Regions from separate parts of the Mus musculus genome. Here all the other regions are linked to region 1. A link is a contact called in public Hi-C, HiChIP or PLAC-seq and Micro-C data. All regions are on one chromosome and are shown on one strand. Each heading gives the region's core, a stretch centred on a gene start, on an enhancer-like site or on the middle of the called end of the contact. The rest is flanking DNA. Distances are from core to core; before and after follow the strand shown. Region 1 holds the start of 2900041M22Rik (RIKEN cDNA 2900041M22 gene). Region 2 holds the start of Sec14l1 (SEC14-like lipid binding 1). Region 3 has its middle 31 kb from the start of Gm39478. Region 4 holds the start of Septin9 (septin 9). Region 5 holds the start of Tha1 (threonine aldolase 1).

The links. A called contact is a pair of places that touch in the nucleus more often than the background predicts. HiChIP or PLAC-seq counts read pairs in DNA pulled down with a chosen protein or histone mark.
Region 2: a Micro-C map of embryonic stem cells shows a contact between it and region 1, with 4 times the contacts expected there. The contact joins the promoter of Sec14l1 here to the promoter of 2900041M22Rik in region 1. A contact is called at or near these places in 1 of 484 Hi-C or Micro-C datasets (embryonic stem cells), 1 of 115 datasets of contacts at active chromatin or transcription factors (large pre-B cells) and 1 of 9 other capture datasets (embryonic stem cells).
Region 3: a contact with region 1 is called in a Hi-C map of the C3H10T1/2 cell line, with 3 times the contacts expected there. The contact joins the enhancer-like site here to the promoter of 2900041M22Rik in region 1. A contact is called at or near these places in 1 of 484 Hi-C or Micro-C datasets (the C3H10T1/2 cell line) and 2 of 115 datasets of contacts at active chromatin or transcription factors (memory CD8 T cells and pancreatic cancer cells).
Region 4: a contact with region 1 is called in an HNF4G HiChIP or PLAC-seq map of pancreatic cancer cells. The contact joins the promoter of Septin9 here to the promoter of 2900041M22Rik in region 1. A contact is called at or near these places in 2 of 115 datasets of contacts at active chromatin or transcription factors (large pre-B cells and pancreatic cancer cells) and 1 of 9 other capture datasets (embryonic stem cells).
Region 5: a FOXA1 HiChIP or PLAC-seq map of pancreatic cancer cells shows a contact between it and region 1. The contact joins the promoter of Tha1 here to the promoter of 2900041M22Rik in region 1. A contact is called at or near these places in 6 of 39 promoter capture datasets (hematopoietic stem and progenitor cells, liver, neutrophils and 2 more), 1 of 115 datasets of contacts at active chromatin or transcription factors (pancreatic cancer cells) and 1 of 9 other capture datasets (adipose tissue).

What each region holds. Positions count from the first base shown.
Region 1 is chr11:117,609,949-117,612,520 of GRCm38.p6, forward strand. It overlaps 2900041M22Rik (RIKEN cDNA 2900041M22 gene), which reads left to right and starts at 1,299. Exons shown (of 2, transcript NR_015489.2): 1 at 1,299-1,486; 2 at 2,314-2,572. Gm35170 (a long non-coding RNA gene) reads right to left here. Exons shown (of 4, transcript XR_003949818.1): 4 at 1,875-2,572.
Region 2 is chr11:117,113,869-117,116,440 of GRCm38.p6, forward strand. It overlaps Sec14l1 (SEC14-like lipid binding 1), which reads left to right and starts at 1,300. Exons shown (of 16, transcript NM_001166506.2): 1 at 1,300-1,483.
Region 3 is chr11:117,234,321-117,236,892 of GRCm38.p6, forward strand. It overlaps a transcript of Septin9 not described here. Among named protein-coding and RNA genes, the nearest start is that of Gm39478, 31 kb to the right of the region's middle. Within about 2 kb of position 1,296, at least 80 of the 459 cell types and tissues checked have an H3K27ac peak or open chromatin away from gene starts, as enhancers often do. A contact at or near this core is called in the C3H10T1/2 cell line and pancreatic cancer cells, where this site is marked.
Region 4 is chr11:117,264,951-117,267,522 of GRCm38.p6, forward strand. Septin9 (septin 9) reads left to right here and starts at 1,296. Exons shown (of 11, transcript NM_001113487.1): 1 at 1,296-1,645. The coding sequence starts at 1,591. Gm39478 (a long non-coding RNA gene) reads right to left here and starts at 1,234. Exons shown (of 3, transcript XR_880325.3): 1 at 869-1,234.
Region 5 is chr11:117,872,223-117,874,794 of GRCm38.p6, forward strand. It overlaps Tha1 (threonine aldolase 1), which reads right to left and starts at 1,304. Exons shown (of 7, transcript NM_027919.4): 1 at 949-1,304. The coding sequence starts at 1,177. The region is part of intron 2 of Gm11725 (a long non-coding RNA gene); the gene reads left to right.

The DNA.
Region 1 (2,572 bases), core at 49-2,548:
AGGGAGGAGTCTTCTAGATTGGCTTAGCTGAGGTAAGAAGACCGTCCCTGGATGTGGGTGGCACCGTTCTATGGGCTGTGGACTTGAGCTGAATAACAAGGAGAACATGAGCTGAGTGCCTAGACTCATCTCTGCTTCCTGCTCACAGATGCTACCTGGCCCCTGCCTCAGACTCCACACCACGCCAGGACTGCACTCTCAAACCATGCACCACAGTAAATCCTTGCTCCATTAGGTTGTCTTGTCATTTCAACAGGAAAAGTAGCCCAAGCTGGTCCTCAGAATGGAGCTCGAGGAGACAACAGACAGCTCCCTCCTCCCTCTTCCCTCCTCCCTCTCAGTGACTGTGGTTTCAGCCCCTAGCCTGTAGTATGTGATCAGGCAACCAATCAGATTAAAACCTACACCTCCTATGCTTTTAGAGCTAATTAACACAGATGTGGAAATGAGAATGACCCACCAGCCACAAAGGAAGACTCCCATGAAGATCGTATAAACTAGAACCCGCTCTGCAGAAGCCTGCAGGATAAGCATTTCCTGCTGCCCTCCTGCCCACAGCTTGCTTCGGGCTTCACTGTGGGTTCACGTGGGCCAGAAGCTGCCAGCACAGCCCCTGTGTGCACAGCCCAAGATGCATGCCTTTGGCCTATGAGGGAGAGAGACAGAGAATGTAAAGATGAATCTTGTTAACTTGACAGAATTGAGAACTGGATACAATCCTCCTGGGCTGGGGTCTTGGACTAAACAAAAAGGAGGAACAGAGCCTGGCACCAGTATCCATCTCTCTCTCTGCTTCCTGACTGAGGATGTCATGTGACCAGCATCCATCTCTCTGCTTCCTGACTGAGGATGTCATGTGACCAGCATCTCTCTCTCTCTCTCTCTTTCTCTCTCTCTCTCTCTCTCTCTCTCCTCTCTCTCTCTGTCTCTGTCTCTCTCTGCTTCCTGACAGAGGATGCCATGTGACCAGCTGTCTCCCACTCTGGCTTTCACACCATCCCCACAATGACCTTGAACTGTGAACCAAACAACCCTTTCCTTCCTTAGACTCCTTTTGTTGCTGGATCTTATCAGGAACAGGAAAATTATTTAATACAGAAAAATTCACTTCTCAGGCTCGGCCAGTCTGGGCTATGCAAGTCTAATAAAGAGGCACAAAGATTCCAAACTCCCCAGGCTCTAGGAGGACGCCCCACCAGGGATCTCCTGGAAGCTCCGCCCACTCTACACGCTGCAGGAACACCTCGGACCTCAGAAAGGACGGGCTTGCAGGAGTCTGCCCCGCCCATCACACACCCATTAGAAGTAGAGCTATGAGGCTAGTTGAGCTGGCCCGCTGATTGGTTATATGGTCTTGTGCTTCCTTTTAACTTCTCTGGGCTTCCACTTCTCCCTCGGCAAAACACACAAGACCACGCCTTGCAGCTGCACCGCGCAGATGCCTTCCGAGCTGTCCTAAAAGCTGGGATCTCTCCGGCAGTGCAGGGTGAGTATTTGGTTAGGAGGCTGCTTTCTTTATCCCTTTTATGAGAAAAAGGACAGACCAGCACCAGTTCCACCTTCCAAGTCGGAAGCTTGGGCATGTGCTAGTCAGACCATTTACCCGTTATCACCCAGCAAAGATGTGATAGCTCTGGAGTCTTCTCCAGGAACCTGCTTCAGATCCCGTATCTCAGACACTGTTTCCTAGTGCCAGCCTTGCTAGTCAGCAGAGAGAGAGAGAGAGAGAGAGAGAGAGAGAGAGAGAGAGAGAGAGAGACCTGACCAGGGTGGCTGCTGTCTTGATATCATAGCTCATCATTTTGTGTTCAACTTCACAGGACTGCAGACTAGCTCCCAGATACTTTGTAACAAATGACACCAAGACAGTGAGCTTAAAACAAAACAGTGAGGTTCAGGGGTCCAAGCCTCTGGCCAGGTCCTCCACTTGTGCTCTCATGAAGCTGCCATCCTAGTCTGAACTGCTAATCGTCTGAAAGAAAGATCCATCTTCAACTCAGCCAGTTGGTGTCTGTCAGTTCCTTGTGGGCTGTCAGGCTCGCACTATGTGGGCTGTTGGACCTGTTTCTTTGCTGACGATCAGATGGAGACCACACTCTACTTCTGGCTAAATAGCCCCCTCTATCAGCAACTCAGAGCTTATCCAGCTGCTTTGCCAAAGCCAGCATGGGGTGGAGGGCGGGGGGTGGGTATCATGGTCATTTGGTCAGGCACAGTCCCACCTTCAGACACAAAGGTGGCAGGAGTCATGGAGAACAATCTGGTGGCCACCATGTGACACGATAGTCACACAAGCATGTCCTCAATTTCCAGATTCAGGAAGAATGTCAAGAACAGGTGAAGGACCCACCCAGGCTCAGTTCAGTGGGAAAACGTTCTCAACAGCTTTGATGTCCCTGAGCTACATGCAGGTGGCGTTGGTACCTGGCTGGCTGCGGCAGATCCAGAGCAGAAACCACATCGGTGGGAGCCAGGAGACTGAAGAGCTTCCCTTCCTACTGCAGTCCTGTTACCTGGGGTTGGCCGGTCTGCATAGTGTGGAGTCAGCACCAGCTGAGGATGTACACATCGG
Region 2 (2,572 bases), core at 50-2,549, 500 kb before region 1:
CAGAATGGTGTGTTCTGGATAAGATCATCTCAATGGGTGCTGCCATTCACTCCTACCAGGAGCTCATGTTTGTCTTTCTTTCTTTCTTTCTTTCTTTCTTTCTTTCTTTCTTCCTTTCTCTCTCTCTCTCTCTCTCTCTCTCTCTCTCTCTCTCTCTCTCTCCCTTTCTTTCTGATACAGGGTTTCTCCGCGTAGCCCCTGGCTGTCCTGGAACTCACTCTGTAGACCAGCCTGGCCTCGAACTCAGAAATCTGCCTGCCTCAGCCTCCCAAGTGCTGGGATTAAAGGCACCACTGCCCAGCTCCCACAGCATCTTTTAAAGGTGAATGTGATCCCTACACGTGGACATAAGTCATCAGCAGCCTGAGTAGCGCGGGTAGCAGTGCTGGAAAATGACGGTTTGAGTTGGAAATAAAGTGTGATCGAGCAATGAATGATATGTTTGTGTGGTGGGTAAACAGGTCCTGAAGGAAATTCCCAAACTCTTGTGTGCAAGTACAGCCATCCGGGGTGACTAATGTGAACGGAACAACAGTGACACTGATGGAGAAATTGTGTGTTGCTTCTAAAACTAGCTTTTCTGTGTGGGTGGATGCGCCAGGTGTCCGCTTATTGTCACCCGCCCGTCTTCAGGACCCCTAAATGTCTCCGTGTGTGGCTCTTAAATTTTAAAGTTGGAGACGCTGAAACGCAAGGCACACCTAGCACCCCACTTGAGGTCCCTCCCCTTAGAGCCATCCCACAGCCAGACATTCCCCAACCATCTGGACGTGTTGACAAGGGTGCTTGGGTTACACCCATCTCCTCCCCACCCTGTTCGCTCCATCACCATTACTAGGCCAGAATGCAATCAGACACTATAGCAGTGCAGGAAAAAAAAGAGGAAGCCCACGAGGAAGCACAGACGGCGCAAGCGCGCAGCATTCAAGCTGGAGGGCCGGCTTAGCTGACATTCCGTAGAGGTCCCAGTTCCCGCTCCGGCTGGAGTGCGCATTTGAATCTTTTCTGGGGTCTGTGGCTGCTAACTGCGAAGCCTCGCCCGCCGCCACGGCCCTTCCCCCTTCCCACTGACGCCAAGAGAAGGAGCCTCTGGGGCTCGCTCCGAGTCCTGGCAGACCAAGTCCTGAGCCCCTCCTACGCACGCGCAGATCTGTAACTCGCGCCGGCGCAGTACGGCCCTTAGCCAGCCCGGCGGCCGCCCCTCCCCCTCCCTAGCAACCGCCTCCTGCTCCTTCCCCCGCCCCCTCGGCCTGGTGTGCGCACGCGCGCCTCTTCCGGGCTGGCCCCTCCCTCCCCGTCACCCGTAACAACCACTCGAGCCCTCGCCGCGCCCCTCGGCCCTCCCGCCCCGGCCCCTGTCCCCGGAACCGGCGGTCGAGCGGCGGCAGCCGAGCCTGTGGCACGGCTCTCTCTTCGGGGAGCCGCCGGCATGAACGCATCCCGCCACCGCGCCGCGTCCCCGACCCGGTCCTTCTGACAAGAGGTAAGCTCGCGTCGTCGTGGAGGGTAGGAGCGCGCCCGGGTGTCAGTCCCTGGCAGGGTCCCTCTGCTGCGACGGCCCGGGGCGCTCGCCATCTCGGAGACTGCGGAGCCAGCCGGGTCCCTCCGCCGCCGCCGCCCCCTCCGTCCAGCCCCGGCCTGCAGGGAGGCGCTCCCCCGGGGCCGACCCTGGGCTGATTTTCAAATACCAATTATCATGCAACAGAGGCAGCCCCGGCCTCCTGTGCCATTTGGCGGTGGTCACTCCGGATGCCCGCGCAGGGCGTGGATCTGGACCAGACCTCCCCAAGCCAAGATCTGGCCCAAGTTCAGGGAGCTGGCGAGCAAGCTGGTCCTTCAGTGTAGTCACTTGGTTAAGAGTTTCTTAATAAAGGCATCACGCAGTGCTTGCATCTTCTCTCCTACCCGTCAGCACCCGGTAATCATCCTCCTTTTATTTGAGAGATACCCGAAAACTAATTTTCTCAATTAAAAAAATATAAACGATTCTTAGTCTCCCCTCCGCGCACCGGCGTTGTAAGGTTTACGAGAGTGAATGGAACGCGGTCTCTGCGCTCCAGGACGCGTCAGCGCCTGAATCGAGATTAATGAAGGCTTGAGTTTGGAGAACCGAGGAGTCTGGTTTGAGAGCTGGGAGTGTAAGATCGTCTCACACAGATGGAATCAGGAAAGGCGAACGGCATGCTTGAGGTCACCCAGAGTTATTAGCCATTGTAGTTTTCCAACTGTTGGAAGGTGGTTTTCCAACGTAACCTGCTCCTTCCGAGTGCTATGCCAAGCAAACATACCAGAGAAAGTTCCAGACCTGTTTAAAGCAATGTAAACATTGTAGAAGTGCAGCTCTAGATAGCAATCCTCTGAAGTCTATCAGCGTAGGGGTTTTTTGTTTGCTTTTTTAAACACCTGTAATTTGGGATACCGAGATACTGGGTTTTGAACTTTTGAATGTCTTTTGACTGTATCTAGGTAAAATAACATCCTTATTGATTGAGCCCCAGTGGGACTACTGGGCTCACTGGACTTTCTTTCCTTTTTATATTTCTGTTTGTTTTTCTCCTCCTTTAAGTAGGTG
Region 3 (2,572 bases), core at 46-2,545, 380 kb before region 1:
ACCAGAGAACAAAGCAGCCTTTGAGAGCCCTGGATCCTGGCCTTCACCACCCGACCCTCACTGGTGCCCTTAGCCAAGGACAGCGCAGCACCGGACCAGAGCGAGACCTTCTCCTTTTGTTTGTTTTGAGGCAGGTTACCTGGCCCCAATTTCACTGTGTAGTCCTGGATGGTATTGAACTCCCAATCCTGCTGCCTCTATGGTCAGGTTGCTGGGATTACAAACCTGCCGCAGGTTTATGTGATGCTGGGAATGGACCAGGGTACTGTGCCAGGGCCATACACTCTACCAGTGAGCTACATCCTCACGTGGTGCCTTCTCTTAGGATGGGTCACGGCCAAAGACCAGTCCTCCCCTCCCCCTCTTTTTTTTTGGGGGGGCTGTGAATGGAATCCAGGGCCTCAGTTGTGCCTGGAGGTGCTGTACAGTTGCAGTTCTCCCCGACATTTACATTTTCTTTTTTTCATTTTGAGGTGTCGTCTTGCTATGTGTCCCTGGTTGATCTCAAACTCAGGATTACCCTACTTCAGCCTCCTGAGTAACTGGATCTGGGCACAGGCCACCATGCTAGGCATGACTGTCGCTCTAGGAACCCTTCATTTGGATGTATTTTTACAAAAGTTTTCTTAACCAAAACTCAGCCGTAAATGGCCAGACTAGGACAGAAGAGGAAAACCCCCACCCCTCCTCCAGCCTGGTCTTCACCCAGTTGATTAATTAGGGTCAGTTGGAGCCCTAATCCTAACCCCAGTCCCCGGGGAAGTCAGGCTCTTGCCCTGTCCCTGCAGGGTGGCCTTGAGCAGATTACTTTGTGGCTTGCCCTCAGTTTCCTTATCTGTAGAGTGAGACTGAGTCCCTCCCCTTGGTGGGCTTCTGAGGTTTTGGTGTGCACTTGGCTGGCTCCCCGTTTCCAGCTGGCTGTGCTGTATCCTGCCATTCTGTCTCAGTGTCAGATGCTATGAAAGCTGCCTCCTTCCATCCCTGCTTCCACGCTGGGAGGCTGTGGGCCAGGGCACTCCAGTGGATGGAGACCTGGCTGGCTGGATGCCCCAAGGACTGGTGGCTGAAGCCGGTCCAGCCCTGCTGCCCAGGAGGTGTGGTCAAGGGTGTGGTCTTGCCCTGGTTGGGGCCATGGGACCTTCTAGCCGCAGGGAAGAGGTTCAGGGCTTGAGTGGGCATCCTTAGCTCTGCCCTGTCCTTTCTTTTCCTTTCCGCTCCCCCTCCCACCTTGTGGGGCTGGCCCGGGGTCCTCTCAGAGATTTCCCCAGGCAAATGCTTCAGGCTCCTCAGCAGGGCTGGCATGAGTCACTGAGCAGAGACAGGCCCCAGAGGCACGGGATGCTGCGTTCTCAGCCAAGGGTCGGCGTGGTTTCTCTTTTCAGTCTTCTGGATTGGCTTTGTGGCTCTTAGAAATTAAGCAGTTTTATCTTGTTCCAAGCGCTTGTGTTTCAGCACGGGGTGGGGAGAAAGAGAGAGAGAGAGAGAGAGAGAGAGAGAGGCTGACTCTCTAAAAGGGAGCTTTCTACTCAGCCAGGGGACAAGGAGAGGACAGGGAGGGTGAGAAAGGCTAGGCCAATGGGGCAGTCACAGACAGGGATCATGGGAGACACTGCCCAGTAAGGAATCCACACATGGCTCTCTGCAAGGGTCCAACTGCCCTGGCATTGGATGTATGCTCCTGGCTGGGGTCTGGTTTGTGTAGTGAGACACCAGGGTCCCAGGTCTTCTCTGCCACGGGGCAGGCAGACAACCGGGGCTCTCTGGAGGCTCACTGCCCCATTCAGTCCTCTCATCTCCCACCTCTGGGCTGGCCGCAGAGCCTCTGGCGGGCTCCAGCTGTGACTGATGGATTGCTGTGACTTTGCTTAGCTCTGCAGGTCAGAAATCAGAAGCAGAACGAGCTGGGCAGGGCTAGCTCCTTCTGAAGCTCCAAGCAGCTCTTGGCCCAATGCTTTCCCAGCTCCTGGTGGCTCCAGCAGCGTCGGCTTTCTTGGCTTCTGCCTCTGCTGTCTCGTGACCGGCTTCTCTCAGATCTCCCTCTGCCTTTCTAAAAATGAGGATATTTAAGGCCTCTGGGCAGCTGGGATGATCACAACTTAAGCCACCACATTCTATCCACAAAAAGCCTTTCCTTTTTTTTTTTTCCTTTCAAGAAAAAAAAAAAAAAGAGTCTATCTGTGTTTGTGTACATTTGCCCTGACACGTGTGGAGGTCAGAGGACAACTTGAAGAAATCTGTTCTCTGTTTCCATCATTTGGGTGCAGAAACAGAATTCACGTCATCAGGCTTAGTGACAAGCACCTTTACCAGTTGAGCCATATAGCTTGCCCAAGAGCCTTTTCTCCCAGACACTGCTCTCTGTGTTGGGGGGGGATAGACGTATGGGGTGGTAGGGGTATGGGGATATGGGGTGTGAGAGTACCAGAGTAAGAGTCTGGGGTGGTAGGCGTTTGTGGGGGACACCATTCTCCCTGTGTAGCTGGTGTTGGGCTGGTTATAAGACTAGTAATAGTTGAGGTGGCCTTGAACCCCTGATGGTCCTGCCTCCGCCTATCAAGTGCTGGGATTACAG
Region 4 (2,572 bases), core at 46-2,545, 350 kb before region 1:
GCTGAGACCCTGACAGAAGCCATCAGGGGTGCCCACTGCTCCTGAAGTAAGGCTTCCAGAAGGATGGGGGTGCGGGTGCATCTAAAATGGCCGTGGTTTTGCACTTTCCATGTCCAAAAGCTCACTTGGTTGAAAATAGTTTTTAAACCATCTGAGGCATGAGGGAGGGAGGGAGGGGCACATTTTCTGAAATAGGAAGGACTCTATTCCAGCAGCTTAAAAAAAAAAGTCTCACCAAACCTAGCCCAGGCTTCTCCTCTCCTCTGCAGCCTCACCAGCCTCTGCAGGTCTCAGCACTGTTCTTCCCTCACTGAGAATGGTGGAATAGGGAGAAAGCAGACCCAGACCCAGGACAGCTCAGGGACTCACACTGAGGACCAGGGGATGAGTCACTCGCCCACTCTGCAGGGACTTGTCCCCAGCTATGAATCCATGCAGCCCTGATTGAGCAGAGAGGTCCCAGGTCTAAGGTTGTGCCCAGCGGGCAGGAGACTTGGCTCATCCAGGAAGTGGTGAACACCGCCTCCCCCCACCCCCCCAATCCCTGGGGACCCTTCCTGGTAACTAGTGTTTGTTTTTTCTGTATAGCCCCGTGGTTTTCTCTGCTTGCCCGGTGGATGTCTGAAGTGTGAAGGCTACTTGGACAGAGAAAGTCTAGGCTGTGGGTACCCACTGATGTGGAAGGAGCCCAGGAGCAGCCTTCTTCCTTCCTTCTGATGTTAGGAACTATGGTTTCTCTCTTCTGGAGGGAAGGTCGTGGTCCACTCTCTGTACTCAGGAAGCCCATACAGTGGAAGGGGGGAGGGGCGTTGCAACGATTCTTCAGAAGGGCCGCCTCTCCCTGCCCTATCCCTTCCGTAGCACTTACCCAAAGGATGCAGCAGCGACCCCCGGGGGTGCAAGGGGGTAGCAGTCCTCGACGTGTGGATGCTGAGAACTCCCGGGACCCTCATCTCTGTAGTGAACCGTCTAGGGTCCTGCAGACCCACACTAGCCTAGCGCTACAGCTTAACCCTTGCAGGCCCCGTGCTTATATGCGAAGGAGGCACTCAGGAACTTTGGCTGCGTAAATAAAACCTCGGGCAGCAAGAGCACTGCGCCCAGGGAAGGGGAGGAATCTTGTCCCCCTCGGCGCCCGCCCGCTGCTGTGGCCCGGCCTCCACATCCTCTACATCCGCCCACATCTGGCCGCGGAGGGGCGTGAGGGGGAGGGGCCGAGGCCGTGTCTGTCGCGGTCCCCTGGGCACCCGCCAGGAAGGGAGAAGGGGGGGCAGCCCAGGTCGTGTGCCTGGGACTCTGCAGTCCCTGTAGAAGCAGCTCTGGTTCCATCCCCTCCAGGCCCAGTTTTGACAGGCGGGCGCAACAGCCAGTGCCGAGTCGCGGAGGCCGGCTGGGGTACGGGAACCTGATCCAGCCGGGAGGCGGGGGCGGGGCGGGGGCCCGGGTGCTTGGGGAGGGGCCGGCGCCCGCCTTCCTCCCCCATTCATTCAGCCGACCGTGGGGGCCGAGGGGCTCCGGCGGCCAGCTCTGCACCGGGAGCGGGAGCGCGCAGGGCCCGGTCTCCGCGGGACTCCCTGCGCACCAGCCACCATGTCCGACCCCGCGGTCAACGCACAGCTGGACGGGATCATTTCAGACTTTGAAGGTGGGTGCCCGACCCAGCGGTTGCTTGGCGAGCTGGGCAGGAACCTCCAGGCGGGCCTGAGACGGGACGGGATGAGCACGGGAGAGGCAAGACCCCGGTTTGCTCACCCTGGGGCTCTGCGCCCCAGACCCCGCATTGCCGAGTTGGAGAGCCCCATTAAGGGGGCCTGTAGATGATAGACCCTATAGTTGGGGGCCACGCGCCCCCTGGGGATCCCAGGTTCATGCTGCCTCTGGGGTGTTCGTCTTTTTATTGTTGTTTGTTTTTGCTCTGGGACTGTCGTCTCCTCGAGGGCGGGCTTGACTTCTTGGGAACAACCCCAGGAGCGCAATTCCACCCTGGAAACCAGTGGGTTTTCTTCTTTTGGTGCTCGCCCTCAGCTCTCACCAGCATGGGAGTTAGTTCCCCTCCTCGGATCCAGTGGGAGGCCGAATCCTCAGGGTGGACCTCCTCCCCTCCCCCACGCCAGCTCCGGGGTTGGGGCTGAGCCCAGTCCCGGGGCTGGCAAGGGCTGCCAAATTGATCGGCCCGCAGGCCCCATGCACCCGAGGGGATCCCGGCCCGGCGAGTCTCAGGGTCCAGGGTGGGATGTCCAATACCCCCGATCCAGGCCTGGGACACCTTTATCCATCAGAGAGAGAAGAGCCTTTTGGGAGAGAGGGGGCCTGTGCGCTCACACAAGGACAGCACTTTCGCCTCTTGTCCTGAGTTTACAAAGTGCAAAGATACTTGGGGGCCGTTTCCTCCAAGGGTGGGCCTTCCATCTCCGCCCTGGGCTTGCATGCGCGGGCTTTCCAGAGGCCTCGTGACTGCCACTGCCGGTGCCGTGGCCCCTCGTCCTGCGTCCCCCTCCGGAGTAAATAAAGCCAGTGGAAAGGGAGGCTTACACAATGGTGTCCCGCGCGCGTCTGGGGCTGGGTTTCCGAG
Region 5 (2,572 bases), core at 54-2,553, 260 kb after region 1:
AAAGGCCATGGTGGCTCTCCTGTCTGTGACACAATGCTCAGTGCTAAAGTGATCTAGATTCTGTCCCCAGAGGACACATACCCGTGTCTCCCTGAGCCCTGTGTGCGGTCGGGGATGAGTTCTGCTCGCTCCTCCTCCCAGCCCCTGGTTCACCCTCCTCAGACTCCTGTCGAGGCCAGGACCTCCCAGCCTTGATGTGGTGACCTGTTTACACCAGGTGCCTGCTGAGAGCAGTGTAGCTCAGCATCTTTGAAGTTCCTGGTAATATCTTGTTGTCAAGAGATTCTAGATCAGCCCCAATCACCCCTGGGTCCACAAAGGTCAAGTGTGATCTCTGGTGTATCTCTGGATCTCTAGTGCACACACAGCAGCACTAGAGGTCCACCTTAGCAGTGACTATTGACCCCGGGTGGGCTTTGGTTTGCTGTCTCCTTAACGCGCTGCACTCCCTAGATATGAAATTCTGCACCCCCCCCCCCCCCCTGTGAAGGAGCAGCGAGCACTTTCTTTGCTGGATTGATTTTGTCTTTGTGAAGTCAGCCAATGAATGAAGGAGAGTAGTTAGCCCTCCTTGTAGTAAGACCTGTCTCAAACCCTGGTTCTTCCCTGTTCCTGATGTGGGTCCTTGAACTCCTCTCTGCCCATCTCGGGGTCTTGCTTTGCCAAGTCTGGACAACACCCATCTGGGCAATTGGGTGACAGTGGGCAGAAATCACCAGGTGGTCCTGTTAAAATGCAGATTCTGGCTCCCCAAGTCCATTGTGGAGCTCAAGAGTCTGCATTACCAGGGATCTCTCCGAGAAGGAACAAGAACGCAGAGTGCACCACTGAGCGTCCTCAAATGTCAGCGAGGCACCCCTCTGCGTCCGTGCTGTCCTGTCAGAACCACGGACAGCGTCCCGGGGTCACCGCAACGACCCCTGCCCCGGGCCTGTTCGCCGGGCTCACCGTGGACCGTAGGGTCTTCGCCGTAATCATCGTCTCCTACAACCGCTTCGGCCATAGCGCGCCTCATGGCCGGCCCTGGCCGGGTCACCGTGTCGCTGCGTAGGTCCACCACGTGGGCTGGGACCCCCGCCCAATTCCTAGACCACTGAGCCCAGGGCACCCTGAGCCCCGGGACCGTGGCCCGGAACAGGCTGCGTAGCATGGCGGCCCGGAACAGGCTGCATAGCATGGCTGTGGCACTCGTCTTTCTCGGCCGCAGGAGCGGAGGACAGTCTCTTCCGTGCCAGCGGGGAACCCGTGTAACTGGACTCTTCTGACCCCGCGCGGACCTGAACTGGGCAAGCCCGGGGCACTATGGGAATTGTAGTCCTCTCTGGAGTTTTATACATTATTCGAGCCCCGCAGCATGCTGAGAGTTGTAGTTTTTGTGTTCCGTTGTTCCAAAGGCTAGGAGATTTTGGAATGACAGTTCCTTACTTTGCTGAGTGGGAAACAAAGCTGAGGTCCGGGGATTTTAGCGTGTACATGGTACTGCTCGTGGCACTGCAGATTTAACTTAATTAAGCGTCTCAGCCACTCTGGGAAACACCTGGGTGTTTGGGAATGGAACTCAGGTTCTCTTCATAATCAGTTCCATGCCTCTGAGCCACCTCTCCAGTCCCTCACGGTCCTCATTTTACACCCGAGGAAACAGGCTGCAGACACTGATGTGAAGTCCAGGAATCAAGTATGGTACCGTGTTGCCCATAAACAGTAGCTTTCAACCACTGGAGTCTTTTTAATTTTTCTCCTTAAAAATTAGTTCTGGCCGGGCAGTGGTGGCGCACGCCTTTAATCACAGCACTTGGGAGGCAGAGGCAGGCGGATTTCTGAGTTCGAGGCCAGCCTGGTTTACAAAGTGAGTTCCAGGACAGCCAGGGCTACACAGAGAAACCTTGTCTCAAAACAAACAAACAAACAACAAAATTAGTTCTGAACTCACTGGGTAACCTAGTTGACCTTGAACATCTGACCGTCCTGCTTGGGAATTCAAGTGTGTGCCACCATGCCCAGTTTACGCTGTGCTGGGAACTAGATTTAGGGCTTTGTAAGTGCTAGGCAAGCATGCTACCAAATGGGATACATTCCCCCTCCCTCCTCTCCCCTCCTCCTCCTCCTTCCCCCTCCCCTTCCCCTCTCCTCTCCCCAAATTCTTCTTTTAAATGAATTTAAAGCTGGGAGGTGGTGGCACACACCTTTAATTCCAGCACTGGGGAGGCAGAGGTAGGCGGATCTCTGAATTCGAGGCCAGCCTGGTCCACAGAGTTCCAGGACAATCAAGGCTACACAGAGACCCTGTATGGGGGGGGGGGGAGATTTAAAACTTTAAAAATCATATGTGTGGGGTGGGGAGTAGATACACATGAGTGTAGTTACCTACTGGGGCCAGAAGAGGGCGCTGGACAACCTGGAGCTAGAGTTACAGAGTCTCCAAGAGACTGTATGGGTTTGTGTCTGCCATCTCTCTAGGACATATGGGAAACGGAGTTTTGGAGGTATCTAGAAATCTTTCTTTTTCCTATACCATTGGCTTGGAGAGACAAGGTGCTTCCATGGAAGTCATGCCCAAGAGCCCTGTGACAGA